Regions from separate parts of the Zea mays genome. Here region 2 is linked to region 1. A link is a contact called in public Hi-C data. All regions are on one chromosome and are shown on one strand. The core of a region is the stretch at or near the end of the contact, and the rest is flanking DNA. Distances in the headings are between cores, read along the strand shown.

Region 1 (3,044 bases), core at 224-2,723:
GAGGTCGAAGATCGGTAACATTGGCAATGATGGCTCTATAGAGTAGAAGCGACGACCTTCCCTTTTACTATCCACATAGATATCATATCATTTATCGGTGTTGTATGTGGGGGCGAAGAGGGTACTACAAATGTAGGTTCATACGCCGATTCTTTCACTATTTATTTAAACAATGTAAAGGGGACCATAACCAAGAGATTGTTAGTGCAGTGTTTGACTTGATTCCCTTATGATCAACACAATATATTCCATCCATAAATATGTGCTCTTTTTAATTCTTATAAGCATGGATCGTAAACTCAGATTTAAATGATACTAGGAGAGACAGAGAAAAATCAGCGTGAGAAGTAAATGGAGGTTAAAAAAATAAAACATCGTGAGAAATAAAAGATGGTGCAAAGTTCATTCAACATAAGATACAAATACAAATATAGTATAGATATAGATAGCTAATATTTTATCCGTTCTAAAATATATAATTTATTTTAGACTAATCATATATTTATTAAGCAATTTATGGATATAGTTTTCATATATATATAATCATTTAAATAAATGTGGATGAAAAAATAGGCTAGAAAAAATATATTTTTTGGACGGAAGAAGTAGTTATTTTACTTGTTAATCCAGCAGCTACAGCTGCAGTACCCGTTTATAGCGAGCAGACCCATATATGACGCATGAAACAGTAGAAAACCTGGAGCGAAAGTTGGCACTCAACCTATTTCCGTCAGATGTTTTATGCTACCTGGATTGATTACGGAAAGAAGGGCATTTTGGACAGTCGCACGTGCAGGACACCATGACTTGCTGTCAGCTCTGGAAATCCTAAGAGCTAAGATGATCCACCGATCTACATCTGCAAATATTTATTTGCCATAGAAGGTGAAATATAATGTAAAATGCAAGCATGAATTAGGTATTTAAGTCTCTTAGGCCCATGTTTTAAAATCCTAAAGAAAATGGAAACATGGCGAATTCTTTTTGGAGAAATGTGTAAATGTTATCATTGCTAATTATTATGTTTACAAAATTGGCGAGGTAGATTTTGGCAGGAATAGTTTACTCAATGACTTAGATATTATAATTTTTTTATTTTTAAAATTATAAATTATTTTAGCTTTTCTAGATATATATTTTACTATATATACGATGTATATCTGAGTATACAAATATATATTTCTGAAAGAATATTTCTTAAAAAAGAGATACAGACAGATTTTCTATTTATATGGAGCAGTGGAGCCGCTGCCTACAGTAATCACGCGGTACGATGTCAAGCGATCCACCTTTAAATATTTCCATAAAACAAAGAAAAGACAAGTCAAAGGCCCACAATAAAACCTAACGTAAATCAAGCCCTAAATCGCTCTTTTCCTTGTTTAAAAAGCGAGAAGAAACTAATATTCCCTACCGAACATGCGAACACGCAACGATTCTCCACGTGGCCACCGCGCCCAGTCCACGCTCCCCCAACCAGCCCACCTAAACCCCCGACCCATCCCGACCTCTTCCTCAAATCCTCAGATCCGCCCCCTCCTCCACCCTTGCGCCGCGCTTTCACAGCTCTCCCGCCTCCGGATCCAGATCCGCCGCCACCAACGCCTGCTCCTCCCCCTCCCGCTGCACCACCACCATCAAGAGGTCCAGCAGGGCGGCAGCGGCAGCGGCGGCGGCGGCGACATGGGGCGTGACGGCGGTGGCGGTGTCGCCGGCGGCATGTCTGACTCGGTGCTCCGGAAGGTGCTCCTCTCCTACTTCTACGTGGCGGTGTGGATCTTCCTCTCCTTCTCCGTCATCGTCTACAACAAGTACATCCTCGACCCAAAGATGTACAACTGGCCCTTCCCCATCTCCCTCACCATGGTGCACATGGGTTTCTGCTCATCCCTCGCCGTCGCGCTCGTCCGCGTCCTCCGCGTCGTCGACCTCCCCACATCGCCCTCCATGACGCCGCAGTTCTACACCTCCTCCGTCGTCCCCATCGGCGCGCTCTACGCGATGTCGCTCTGGTTCTCCAACTCCGCCTATATCTACCTGTCCGTGTCATTCATCCAGATGCTCAAGGCGCTGATGCCCGTCGCCGTCTACTCCATCGGCGTCCTCTTCAAGAAGGAGACCTTCAGGTCCTCCTCCATGCTCAACATGCTCTCCATCTCATTCGGTGTTGCCATCGCCGCCTACGGCGAGGCGCGCTTCGACGTGCGCGGCGTCGCGCTGCAGCTCGCCGCCGTCGCCTTCGAGGCCACGCGGCTCGTGCTCATCCAGATCCTGCTCACGTCCAAGGGCATCTCGCTCAACCCTATCACCTCGCTCTACTATGTCGCGCCGTGCTGCTTCTGCTTCCTCCTCGTGCCCTGGGCCTTCGTCGAGCTGCCCAGGCTGCGCGCCGTCGGTACCTTCCAACCGGATTTTTTCGTCTTTGGGACGAACTCACTCTGCGCCTTTGCGCTCAACCTTGCCGTCTTCCTGCTGGTCGGCAAGACCTCGGCGCTGACCATGAACGTCGCGGGAGTAGTCAAGGACTGGCTGTTGATTGCCTTCTCGTGGTCTGTGATCCGTGACACCGTCACACCGATCAACCTGTTCGGGTACGGGATCGCGTTTTTAGGGGTGGGCTACTACAATCATGTCAAGCTGCAGGCGCTCAAGGCTAAGGAGGCACAGAAGAAAGCCACACAGGCTGATGAGGAGGCCGGGTCGCTCTTGCAGGAGCGCGATGGACACAGTGATCGCAAGAGCGACAATCAGGCCTAGAGGGCCAGATCTGATCCTGGCTTCCCCATATTGGTTGGTTCTCGATACATTCATGATATTGCTACCATTGTCACTTACATGTGAGAGAAGTGTTTTTTGTTAGCTTGCATTGTGATATAAGAGTTCATCTTGAGAAAGACGTTATGTTTACATCTAACGTTTGTGGCAATCAAAAATCAATATTGCATTGTGGACCATTGGCTACTGAAGGCATCTGTTTTGTTTACACAAATGAAATAGAATTCTAAAAAAAATTGTTCTGTGAACAGGTTACCACTAGCCTGGAA
Region 2 (3,044 bases), core at 344-2,843, 220 kb after region 1:
TAGGGTTATACTAGTTCAGGCTTTCGCCGTAGTACAGCGTAGTGCTGATCATATTATTGCTTTGAGGCGTGTTACTGCTTGTGTGTGAACAAGGGGAGAGAGACTCCCTTTTATAGTGCACGACAGGCCCCTTTGGATCAGTCTCGGGGCGTGCCTGCATATGGTATGGCTCCTTATGACGGATTATGTACCGCCATACTCTTGGTAGACATTCTGTCTCGTCTGTCCAACTTACGAGTCCGTGTAGCTTGCTATACGTCTACGCGGCCGTACCTGATGGGTCCCGCAGAACGTGCTCACACGAAGGTTAAGGTTCGTGTTCAGTACAACTTCATCCTCTGTCAATGCCCTTGCGTCACCCTCCAGCATGTGCGAGTATGCACTAGACGTGTTGTCCTATCCTTTCTGGTACGTGGGTTGTTACTGTGGAGACTTTGTTGACGTGGTCCTCCTTGGCACTGTACACATGGCCCAAACATAGTTTGGTGATGATGTGTGCTGTCACGACCGTTGTGGGCCAACATCGGCCTGAATTCCTTCCTTGCGGGTCCGTTTGGTGTGATCTTCTTCGTACGCCCGCCTCGCAGGCTTGCTTGGTGGGGACTTGGTCGTTTGCCCCGCCTCACAGCCTTGCTCAACGGGGACTTGGTCGAACGTCTCGCCTCACAATCTTGTTCGACGGAGACTTGGTCATACACCTCGCTTTACAGGCTTCCTCGACAAATGGACTAGAAAGGGTTTTATGGGTCTCACTATAGGTACCCGTTCGTGGGTATCTGACAGATGCCGTCTGGACTAATCCTCTTTCCAAACGCACCGACGAGCGCCCTAATTTAAAGAGCGGTAATGTAGAGTGACCCATTTTGACAAAGTCCTATATAAGAGTTGGAAGATTTTTTTTCTGTAGCTTAAGAGTGCAGTAGATAGATATAAGTCGTTTAGTGGGCCGGAAACCTCACTGTGGCGGTGTGGCCCGCCTTTTGTTCTACATTCCAGTCCCCTCCGGCACACTGTGTTCTTCCGTTCCTCTCGCGTGGTTGTCTGGTGCCGACGACTGGGCCGCCGCCGCCTCCGTCCTACGCTCGGTGCTGAGGCCTTCGGGACTTCCGCCGGCGACGCGCACCCTCCGGGTACGCGTATCCCTTCTCTTCCGTTCCTGCTGTGCGAAACCGAGCACTCAAACCCTAGCTATCTGTATTCGGATCTGATGATCCAGTTACAATTGCAGGACACCTGTGTTACGCCTACAAACTTTTTTCGTTTTCTTTTTGCGAAAAAGATTGAGTTTACGCCCATGACCTTTACTGGATCTGATACTGTCTCGAACTTAATCCGATTCATCCTTCATTGGTTCGGTTAGGTTGAAATCCCTCGAGAACAATGGGGCGCACGGTTCTTTCAGATGAAGAAGGTATAATTTTCCGCTGATTTCTTTCGTGGTAATTTGTGTGCATTTGCTGATGGAAATTGGTGGTTTTGTTTGGAACCCTAGAAGATGAGTTCGAGGCTGACGAGGAGGATCCGCGGCCCTCGCGGAGGAACAGGGACGATATGGACGAGCGCGATGACGACGACGACGACGATGGTCAGATTTTTTCTCACAATTTCTTCATATTGTCTCTGGCTCACTCCGGTTGTGGGCTGGAGCCAATTGTATATTTGGGACTCTAAACATAGTGTTTCGCAATATTGCCATCCAAAATATTTACTTTGCAAAAAAGGGACTACAAATATGTTCTAATTGATTATACTACCATTTACTATATAATCTTCCTTTTATTACTTCTTTCCCTGTATTTTGTACCTAAGGAGACCAAATTATCTTGTGTGCGCGTTCTGTCTCCATGCCGCCATGGACGACCGGCCACCGTCTTGGCCACGGCCACCCTGTACCCCGTCCAGGCCCTCAGGCTCACCCCTGCTGCACTGTCCGTCGGGCTCCCATTCGAGCTCGGCCCTGCGCGCGCTGGCCAAGGCCGCGCCGACCGCCACGTTGGGCGAGATCGCACTAGGTGAGAGCGCGCTGGGCGATGTAATGCTGGACAGGGGCGCCTCGTCCATCATAAGCCCAGCCCAGGGACACGCCGGCCATGGAAGTTGTATCATCGTCCTGGTGTTTCATGAGTATTACGTGAACATTAAGAGTTGTTTGCATCCTGCAAGTTACAAATACCAGCTTCCTGGTTCCTGCGCAAACAAGCTGCAAATTGCAAATACTAGCTTCCTGGTGTTGCAATTGGCTTCCTGTTGGCCAGCTGTTGATCCTGTTGAGCGCGAGAGCGCAGACGAGTAGTAAGTTCAGTTAGTGCCTATAATTACATACGGGTAAAAATGGCTAATCAGGGACAAAATACATGAAATTAGATTAGAAAAGCAAGACAATACTTTAAATGGTAGTATAATCAAGTAGAAGATGTTTGTAGTCCCTTTTTTGCGACGTAAATCTTTTGGATGGCAATATTGCGAAGCGCTATGTTTAGAGTCCCAAATATACAATTATCTCTGTGGGCTGTGTAGTTTTCTCCCCACCAGGGAGCAGTTTTGCTTCCTTATTATTTGAATTATTCAGTTTTGTATGCTTTGCTATTGCAGTATTTTATTGTTTTATTTTCACTTTTTTTTGTTAGTGTCAAATTATGATCTCTCCTTGGGCTTGTGAAGTAACAATTGTAGAAGTATGGTTATATGCAGAGGACGGTCAGGATGAATTTGAGAAGGATGACTTCATAGTGGACGACGAGGAAGAAGAAGTGGAAGGAGAGGAAGAGGAACAGAAGAGTGATGACGAGAGGCGAAGAAAGAAAAAGAAAAAGAAGAGGTACCTCCATTTCTTCCTACTACGGATAAATGTCAATATATTGTGTACGCTATCCTGAAATGTATGAGATATTACACAGGGAATCAGACGACTTCATGCTCGATGAGGATGACTATATGTTGCTCCAGGATAATAACATCACTGGCATCAGTCGCCCAAAGCCTGTATGTTTTTTCAGTCATAGTTTGCTGTCCTGACCCAATTTTCTTGGTCCCGTTTATGAAGA

The links. Hi-C and Micro-C count contacts between places; a contact is called where the count stands out from the background.
Region 2: a contact with region 1 is called in a Hi-C map of leaf, with 9 times the contacts expected there. The contact joins the promoter of LOC103630544 here to the promoter of LOC100273433 in region 1. A contact is called at or near these places in 6 of 25 Hi-C or Micro-C datasets (bundle sheath, ear, leaf and 1 more) and 1 of 3 datasets of contacts at active chromatin or transcription factors (leaf).

Annotation. Positions count from the first base shown.
Region 1 is chr6:167,211,814-167,214,857 of Zm-B73-REFERENCE-NAM-5.0, forward strand. LOC100273433 reads left to right here and starts at 1,474. Exons shown (of 2, transcript NM_001147870.2): 1 at 1,474-2,790. The coding sequence starts at 1,684. The coding sequence ends at 2,757.
Region 2 is chr6:167,431,962-167,435,005 of Zm-B73-REFERENCE-NAM-5.0, forward strand. It overlaps LOC103630544, which reads left to right and starts at 1,594. Exons shown (of 1, transcript XM_008651594.1): 1 at 1,594-2,685. The coding sequence starts at 1,853. The coding sequence ends at 2,293. It overlaps LOC103630545 (transcription elongation factor SPT6 homolog), which reads left to right and starts at 786. Exons shown (of 17, transcript XM_020539606.2): 1 at 786-1,130; 2 at 1,361-1,411; 3 at 1,493-1,585; 4 at 2,692-2,818; 5 at 2,898-2,982. The coding sequence starts at 1,381.